2 separate regions of the Danio rerio genome follow, and region 2 is linked to region 1. A link is a contact called in public Hi-C data. All regions are on one chromosome and are shown on one strand. The core of a region is the stretch at or near the end of the contact, and the rest is flanking DNA. Distances in the headings are between cores, read along the strand shown.

The links. Hi-C and Micro-C count contacts between places; a contact is called where the count stands out from the background.
Region 2: a Hi-C map of embryo shows a contact between it and region 1, with 3 times the contacts expected there. The contact joins the promoter of six3b here to the enhancer-like site in region 1. A contact is called at or near these places in 7 of 18 Hi-C or Micro-C datasets (caudal fin, embryo, hematopoietic stem cells and 1 more) and 1 of 4 datasets of contacts at active chromatin or transcription factors (embryo).

The regions. Positions count from the first base shown.
Region 1 is chr12:27,294,598-27,299,475 of GRCz12tu, reverse strand. No RefSeq gene overlaps it. Among named protein-coding and RNA genes, the nearest start is that of ppm1bb, 76 kb to the right of the region's middle. Within about 2 kb of position 1,890, at least 3 of the 62 cell types and tissues checked have an H3K27ac peak or open chromatin away from gene starts, as enhancers often do.
Region 2 is chr12:27,385,285-27,390,692 of GRCz12tu, reverse strand. six3b (SIX homeobox 3b) reads right to left here and starts at 1,605. Exons shown (of 2, transcript NM_131363.1): 1 at 779-1,605. The coding sequence starts at 1,470.

The sequences.
Region 1 (4,878 bases), core at 641-3,140:
GAGTCAATATCACTTCTGACACTGGATTAAAACATTCCACTGCAAACAGTAAAGCAGGATAAAGCACTCAAAGCCACAGATCAGTAAATGTCCTGATCATTGGGAAGCTTCGCTAATATGATTCGGGTCGATAATCCCCGTGACACCCACAGGCTATTGGTAAGTGCAATTAACACTGCTTACTGTGGACAATCCAATTGAGGAAATAGAGATATTTGTCCAGACAGAGGCCTAAGTGATGTTGCAATAGCGTCGTTTACGTAGGCTATAAATAGTTATTAATCTGCTTGTGTTACTTATTTCACTTTTAAAAATAACTGAGTTGTGATTGTAGCTGTTGTCTGCTATATTGCGTTAAACAATAAACGGCAGAGCATGTACGCTTAACACATTCCCTATTAAATTCGATAGGCTACTCACATTCTAAATTGCCTTTATTATTATTATTATTATTATTATTATTATCATTATTATTATTATTATTGTTATTATTATTATTATTTAGTGTTTATTATTTAAATGGACAACTTCTGCCTGAGGAAATTAGCTGGCCAGTTTGTTATTTGCTAGTTCGTTTGAACAGATTCTCAATATTTTTTTTTATTTTTTTTATGATGGATGATAATAAACTAGCATTTAAAAAATAAAATTCTAATCTCATTACATTATATTAAACTGCATAACAGTTTAAATGCACATTTGTAAATAAACACTCACACGGCCCTGGAAAAAGATTAATCGCAAATAGTCGATTCAAAAATTTGGTTTTGACATAATATATGTGTATATTTATTATGTCAATATAAATACGTACAAGGCATACATATAAGAAAAGATTTATTTATATTCAGATATAATATATGTGAGATGTTTATATATATATATATATATATATATATATATATATATATATATATATATATATATATATGTATATGTTATTTTCTGTGTAACAAAATTGCTGTGTATAGATTGTATTACATGTACATAATAAATATAAGCTATACAATGCACACACGTATTATGTCAAAACAAACTTTTATTTAGGATATAAATAATCCAGCACTATTATCATTATTCAATCTTTGAAGGCTAAATATGAAACAAAAAACAAACAAATATAATACGATGAGCAGATGAGAAAGGTGGAACATAAATTCAATAAAATTTAATACATATATTTACATAGGGATACATAAAACTATTTTATAATTCCTTTTGTTCAATTTAATGTATCATTGTTATAGTGATGATGATAATAATAATAATATTAACAAAGCTGTTATGTAGTTTGAATTAGAACAGCTTTTCCCCGTAATCATTACTACAATATTATTTCTACAATATCCTTCTGATTCAAGGTTGTAACAACATTTGCACTTTTTTTAAAACCTAATTTCACTCAATTTACTTTTATTAGGCTACTGAATAAAATTATTTACTCACTAAAAAAAAAAAAAAAAAAAAAAAATATATATATATATATATATATATATATATATATATATATATATATATATATATATAGTTTTATTAATTTTCTTCTAAAATGACGATTACAGTTAGGGGAGGTTTTTAAAACAAAGTTTAACAAATTAATTGTAATAAGTGAAAACTATATATATATGTAAAATAATTAACTAATTAAAATTTTCTGTAATGTATAACTCATAAACAACAAGCTTTTTGTGGTTTATAAAAGGTTTGTAAATTTAATTAAACTTTAATTTGAAAGATGGCAACAATCAAATCATTGAATTGCAAACAGAAAAAGTTACATCCTGCTGGCAGAGTCTTTTGACAGTCCTCATCATCATCACAGTCTCTCAATATGACACCCATGTCCTGCTGCCACCCTTCCCTCCACCACATAAATAAGATATATGGCCTTGTCTCCATGCTCAGCTGTCATCATCTAAATTCATACGGCTCACGGGAGACACTCTGCATTGTGTTTCACAATGACCGCCCAAAGGAAAGCACATTGCATCCAGATAATGCACATACACAATTGGGCAATGTGCATTATAGAAGTGGATTAAGAGCATTCACGGTAGTGGCTCGAGGGCACCTTCAAAATTAAACGCTTCAGTTGATCTGAATCAAAACTATTTTTATCTCTCTGACCTTTTGCTTCTTCTCCTTCAGCTGGCTGCAGGACACGAGGTCAAATGACTAACAGGTTGGTTGACAAATCAAAGACTTTTAAACAGTTAAATGGTAATTTCACCCCCCACAAAATCAGTTTATTCTGTCATCATCATCCAAACATCGTTCCAAACCAATGAGACTTAAGTTAATCTTTAGAGCACAAATGAGAGATTTCTGTCACTCCATTATATATTTACCTAAGACTACGAAAATATCATATAAATATACTCCTATAAATTCAGTGGTTTAATCCAAGTCTTCTGAAGAGATATAAACATGCCTATGAGACACACACCGTAGAATTGAATATCATTGGTAGTTGCCACTGTTGGGCAAGCTACTTGGAAAAATTAGAGTGAGCTAAGCTATTAGCTACTCTACTTAAAATGTAGCTTAACTACACAAAAACCTACCCCCTAGAAATGTAGCAAGCTAAGCTAAAAACTACTTCGCAAAAGTAGCTTAGCTACATCTAAGCTAATTTTACAAATTTTATTTTTAAATCAAAGCTACTTAAATCCAAGTCAGTCATATCTTAGTGATCATTAAACCGTCAAAGAAACAGTCAGGAGGACGGTCAAGGGTGGAGTTGATGGAGGGAGGAGCCATGGAAGAGGAGTGGTCGTCAACTCCAGGTGGCTGATCATGGGAGATGCCGCAGCTGGGGGTGGAGCCCAAGGAGGACACGGAGAGCCATAAGTGACGTTGAGGTCCCGGAGGGCCGAGGTGGAGTGGAAGGCTCACACGACCGAAGTGACGACACAGGTCTGGAAGCCCGCGGCAAAGCCAGAGCAACAGAGGACCGAGGCATAGCTTGAGGGAAGGAGGAGCTCAACGGTGCAGGATGGAGGAATGAGGCGCAACCGGAGGAGCAAAGTCCAGAGGTGGAGGCAGAGTGACAACTGACCAAGACGGAGCAGAGGGAAGAAGTAAGCCAGGTGGAGCTGGTGGGCTGACGGTCCATGGAGGAGATGAGAAGAGAGCTAACGTTGAGCCGTTGGGTCGGAGAGCTGAGGCCGGCTGGTTGAGCTCCTCCTGCTTGGTAATGTTCCTCTCTGACGCTCTTGATGGCGATGGCTCACATATCGCGAGTGGCTCTCCATCTGCGATGGGCTCTGGCACACACTCCCAGCAGATGATTGTTGGGCTGGTCACTGGGTAAGGAGTGGCACTGACGAGATCTTCCTCCGCACAGGTGACGAATGATGATCGATTCCTCGCCAGTGTCCACTTCACATAGGCGGCGAGATTGCCCCGGGGACTATCTTCAGACGACAGTGCTCTGCTAGCATCAACGTAGAAAATACGGGACAATGACTAAACCAAAGTAAGGGATATAAATACACAGAGGATGATGATGATGATGAACTGATCACACACTGGGGCAAAAAAACAGGTGGAACAGATGAACATTAACTAATCGCGGGAACTAGAACAAAAGAGCACATGGGGAGGGTCACATGATGAAAACAAACACAGGATCTAGCATTACCCACCCCTTTAAAAAGTGTGTCCTCGCGCCTTAATCGAAAAACAAAAGGGTGAGAGGAGGTGGTTAGGGAAGAATCTAGGAAGGAGAAGCCAGGAGATGAATTGGAGGACGTGGAAAGGAGGAGTTGGCCAGGGAGGAGTCACAGGAGGGAAGAGGTAGGAAGGGAGGTGAAGCAGGAGGTGCAGGACTCAGGACACAGTCAGGAGGACGGTCAAGGGTGGAGTCGATGGAGGGAGGAGCCATGGAAGAGAAGTGGTCGTCAACTCCAGGTGGCTGATCATGGGAGATGCCGCAGCTGGGGGTGGAGCCCAAGGAGGAGACGGAGAGCCGTAAGTGATGTTGAGGTCCCGGAGGGCCGAGGTGGAGTGGAAGGCTCACACGACCGAAGCGACGACACAGGTCTGGAAGCCCGCGGCGAAGCCAGAGCAACAGAGGACCGAGGCGTAGTTTGAGGGAAGGAGGAGCTCAACGGTGCAGGATGGAGGAACGAGGCGCAACCGGAGGAGCAAAGTCCAGAGGTGGAGGCAGAGTGACAACTGACCAAGACGAAGCAGAGGGGACAAGTAAGCCAGGTGGAGCTGGTGGGCTGACGGTCCATGGAGGAGATGAGAAGAGAGCTAACGTTGAGCCGTTGGGTCGGAGAGCTGAGGCCGGCTGGTTGAGCTCCTCCTGCTCGGTAATGTTCCTCTCTGACGCTCTTGATGGCGATGGCTCACATATCGCGAGTGGCTCTCCGTCTGCGATGGGCTCTGGCACACACTCCCAGCAGATGATTGTTGGGCTGGTCACTGGGTAAGGAGTGGCACTGATGAGTTCTTCCTCCGCACAGTTGACGAACGATGATCGATTCCTCGCCAGTGTCCACTTCACACAGGCGGCGAGATTGCCCCGGGGACTATCTTCAGACGACAGTGCTCTGCTAGCATCAACGTAGAAAATACCGGACAATGACTAAACCAAAGTAAGGGATATAAATACAGACGATGATGATGATGATGAACTGATCACACACAGGGGCAAAAAAACAGGTGGATCAGATGAACATTAACTAATGGCGGGAACTAGAACAAAAGAGCACATGGGGAGGGTCACATGATGAAAACAAACACACAGGATCTAACAATGAGGCAGAATTGTTCAGTTCAATTATTTACTGCAAATAATATGCTGTACCAAACAGAAACAATTTATAGCATATAACAACAAAAACAAACAAGCAAAAAATCCAATAAAAC
Region 2 (5,408 bases), core at 356-2,855, 92 kb before region 1:
TATTCATATTTATATACAAGCGTAGGCCCATATATTTTATAAACTTATAATTTCTCTACATCAAAATATATAATTTTTTTTTTGTTATTTGAGAACAAAACATTGACACACTTTAAAACGTTTAATTTCATATATATATATTAACATTACTTTTAATGTAGTATTGTCGTTATTATAAAAAATATACATAGATATATACATATATATATATATATATATATATATATATATATATATATATATATATATATATATATATATATATATTAATATATATATATATATATATATATATATATATATATATATATATATATATATATATATATATACACAGTAGTCTACCCGAATGCTTATATTGTAGTTATATTAAAAATGTTTAAAATTATATTAATATTTGACATCTCCATGTACATGTGAAGATTAAAAATATATTTCTAAAAAAACATAACAAAAACTATTGCTCCAAGTACCATTGCCGAATATTTTTTTTTTGTTGCTGCATTAATATCTGTTTTTCATATTTGTTTTTAATTTTATATTAAAAACGCCTGTAAAAACGTGTTCAAGGCTTTACAGTTTCAGAAATGATTGCTCTTCCAAACAAACAAACTGTTGCTTTTGTTAAATGAAATAAATAAATAACAGTACTCAATGATTTTTTCACAACAGTCATGCAGAATAATGCCGCTTTGCATCTAAACATTGCATTGATATCTATAAAAGTATTTATTCTATTCCCTACCTGATTTAAATTCAAGTCATGAATTAAACTGACCTGTTTTTGGCAGCTGCCGCCCTGTCCCTCTGTCTTCGATTTTTAAACCAATTGCCCACTTGAGTGGGAGTCAGTCCAGTGGCTTGTGCCAGTTCCCTTTTCTTGCTCGGATTGGGGTAAGGGTCCTGTAGGTACCACTCCCTCAACAAACCGCGAGTTCGTTCCTTGAAACAGTGCGTCTTCTGTTCGCCATCCCAGATGGTCCGTGGCAAAGGAAACTTCTTGCGGACCCGGTATTTATCAACGGGTCCTAGGGGACGGCCGCGCAGCTTCTCTGCTTCTTGGTAGTGCGCTTCCAGCCACATCGCTTGCAGCTTTCCATGAGAGTCTTTGGTGAACTTGTGGGTTTCCAGGATGTGGTATAATTCACGGAAGCTTCCCGTGTGATACGCGACCACCGCTCGGGCTCGCTGGATGGACTCGTGCTTGTTGATGGCATCGCAGGCTCCGGGTGCCACGGGCAACGACCAAAGGAAACGTCCGAGCCTCTCGATGTCCCCGGTTTCCTCCAGCGTCTCGCACACGCTGGCCACCTGTTCCGCCGAGAAGTTTAGGGTGGGCAGCTGAAACATCGGTAAGTCCTCCGGGGACCTCGCTCTGGGAATGCTGCCCGCCAGAAGCAGAGGGCGATCCGCGAAATTGGGCAGGAAAAGATGTGAGGGATAAAGCTCTAAAGGAGACCTGAAAACCATGGAGTCGCCGGACAGAGACAAAACGACGGGGAAAGACGGAAAACCCGACGCCGTGTTTGCGCTGCTATCGCCGCAGTGCCACCGAGCGCGAATATCTACCCTTAATCAACTTAGAGTGCAACGGTGAAACATTTTGTTTCGCTTTTCTATTGGTCTTCCTGGTGTCGTGCTGTGGTTGTCATGGCAGCCCTGCCAATCACTGTCAAGCTTGCCCGTCATTAGCCAGTGCGCGCTGCCCTTCCACACATTTGCTTTGCGCGCAGGGTTTTATCGTCGCTCCAATCAGAACTGGCCACTCACTGCGGGATGTTTTCAAGCAGGCGAATGGTGCGCCAGTTCGCTCGACGGTAGGAGGATTAATAGGTGGAATATTGCTGTATTTCTGCGAATTTGCTTCCTCGAGTGGGTGTGAAAGTTTGAGCGCTAGCCAACAAATAAATAACACATCGTTTAACTGTTAACCAAATATATAGCGTATGGAGTAAGGTAATGGTTTATTTAAATAGGTGAAAAAGGCAGTTGTTTGTGCACATGCAATTTAATTTGCACATGCACGCGATTTAAAAATATTATAATAAGAAAATTATAATTTACATAACATAATAATTCTTAATAAAAAACAATTTACCAATAAAACGCATAGTTTAAATGTATAGTGGGCCTAAACAAACTTATATTGACAAATATAACAAATTATATATATCAATATTGTTATATGAAACATCTAATATCTTTGTACAATCTGTTACATAAACGTTTAGATACGCGTTTTAGTCTGCAACATAATGCGTATTCGGCAAAATTATTATTAGTTTTTTTAACCTCTTTATCAGTTTAAAAGGCGAGTTAAAATGTCAGTAGGAAACAAGATCGGCTTGTTAGGCCTGAGTCAAATAACATTCTTTCACAAGGCTTTTTGTTTGCACAAAGCGTGTAATTAATGCCACAAACAAGTTAATTCACTTGGCCTAATTGTCTGTTTATCCTGGGGCTTAGCGCTTAATGGCCTTCTCTCCAGTGGGCACACCACTACTGTCTTACATTAAAGATTAATGTGTACAGTTGAAAGGCGTTGATGTCTAATGATTTATCATTAGTGATTAAATGGGTATTTGTTTCATACAAAAAAGAATAGAAAAAAAGGTCGCTTTAATATATGCATTTTCAGCGATTTTAAAAACGGCATTGCTCCAAGGCAAGATTTAAACATTATCTTTTCTACAGGTGTTGGCATAATAATAACTGCAAACAAAAGCACTAATCTCGCGCCCCGTAGACAAGTAACGAGACGTCTTTGTTCATCAGGATTAGTTAATTGGCTGAATATCGTGTTCACTGCAAATATGAACCTTTATTTACACACGAACTGAGCACAAAAATCAACCAAAGCACTTAAAGGAGTGCGTTTGGAAATAAACCGAAAAATCTAGGGATTTATTTTATAGTCATATTAGCAATACTGAGAATGCTTTAAATAAATTTATAATCTGAAAATACTGAAGCATCAACAGTTTATTTAGTACATTTATATCAGGATAATATAAATGTATATTTATCAGGATAATGTAAATATATATTTAAAGCATTATGACTATACACGAAATCTGAAATGACCTTGACATGATACGGTCAAGTTGACAGTCCCCCATCCAATGCACCTAGGGGTAGACGAACTCATTAGGTCTACAATCAAAACCATTTATTAAAGTTGCAGATAACAGGATACACATTAATCTGCGATTACTTTTGGATTCTCGTCGCCGGAGAAGTCTTAATAATCCACTGTAAAGCTTAGAGCAGCTTATAGGGGTGAGTTGGCTCAACAGCACTTACAAATCAAGCAAGAGAATTACTAAATAAACACGACATTTGCCATGTGAAGTTGTTCTTCATAAAAATTAGTTTCGTTTGGAGCTTAATTGTTTCATTCAGATCACTCTGGTAAGGTGTCCAGACAGTATACCATTCAACAAGTTGCCTTTCACATTTACCAAGTTTACAGCTCTGACTCTGGGAGAAATCATTCAATCGTTCGCGTTGACCAGCACCAGTAGTTAAACAAAAGATCCACGTTTAAACCAAAAATAAATCAATGACCTCCAGACATTTAATACGGCTATTTAATAAATTCATTTCAAACGCAAGATTTTTTTATTTTTAATAATAGACCGAGTCACCTCTTAGTTAAAGTGTAACCCTTTGCGTCGGATTTTATTGAACGTAATCGTCATTTATGAGATGCTATATGAAAATTAAAAACTGAAATCCGTGTTTGCACATGCAAGTGTGTGAAAGAGAATGAAAAGTGGTTTATACAGTATTGAAATCGACATTTCTTCATTCCATATTTTGGTTACCTCGTGCATTTTTAATTAAAGACTGCAGTGTGTTAATACTCTCCCCCACAGAGCAGATGTTGAGCCATCTGAATGTTTGAATGTGACTTGCTATGCTGAATATGAAGACATTACCTGGGCACTAAATTAATCATTTATATTGGACAGCTGTCTACAGTCTCCAACCATATTCATCAGTTCATATTTAAAATATTTATTGCATATAATTATATCTGCCCTGCTTGCTTTACCAGCAAACTCTCTATAGTCTGAAGCACACATTAAACCAGAAAATATAGTTAACAAGACAAGACAACAATGTGGTTTATTTCTCAAAAACTACAAATTAGACTTGAACTGAGCATGGAGATAAAACAGCAGTTTCATCCAAATTAATCCTCACACTGATCCGTGTAGCATATGGCTACACGCATGTAGTGTTTTAGCAAAAATGAGGTAAAATGATATTGAATAAATCCTCCTTTGTCAAGGCTATTCTATTAATCAAAGCTATTAATCCAAACCTCTCATCAGAAGTGGCTATGATAATCTTATTTTGTTTAATAATGCTTTTCTGGCCTGAACATGCCTGGCCGGGCTATTGCAAATGTAAATTGTGGCTGCCTACTTACAGAAACATAAGCTCATCCTGTCTGAAGTGAGATTTTCTGCAACAGTGGCCCATAAACCAGTGTTTAACAGTATTGTCATTGGGACAAGCTGCTTAATGGCACTGTGCAGTTTACCTTGATCCATGTGCCCAAGGTTCAGAGCATAATTTGTTAATAGCAGTAATGGCCATATGACAATGGATTTTGCCAAAGAGATGTATTGTGAGTGCATCAAGAGTTTTTTTCCATGCAAAAATCTCTCTTTGAATTGGGTAAAAGCAATCTCATGCAATGTGTGTGTGTGTGTTTTATCCACACCTGAAACTGAAGCTTTAGGCATCTTTATTGCTCAGTCATGAGTAAGAGCCAAAGGCTTGCCTCTCCTTGCACTGCAGCACAGCCTCTCTCTATTGCTCGTTCTCTTATTTCCAAATTCTTTCATTTCCTTTAAAGCTCTTCCTAAGAGCTGTTAGTCACACATACTGTGTGGAAGGTCACTTAAGTAAGTTTCAAGGTATTAATCATTAATGGCCATTAAATATCATCCTTGGGTTAAATTGCATCAAATAATTGAAAAAAACAACAACACTAAAGCATTATCTACTGTAGACCTCTTCCACCCCAAACCTCTGTTCCTAATAGCATGTTTAAATCTGCTCTAGAAACCCCAGCATAAGCAATATGAATATAGTATCTTGCAAATGTTTATTTATTCATCCTAATACCTTTTAAGCATCCAGACCTTTGATTTTTAAGTTTGGATAAGCATTGATGTATATGGTTGTTTGAAAAGGGTGCTGTCAAGCCTCGAACAATAGCAAAACACCCTAAAACTAGCACAGGGATAGTGAACTAAATTTGGAGTAATTCTGATTCACACAGATGTTTCAATAAAGTCTTTACTGATCTGTAAATTGTAACAATAATTTGTAAATTGGAGTTGTAGAACCACTTGATCATTCTATTAAACTGAATCAGTTGATTTATCAAA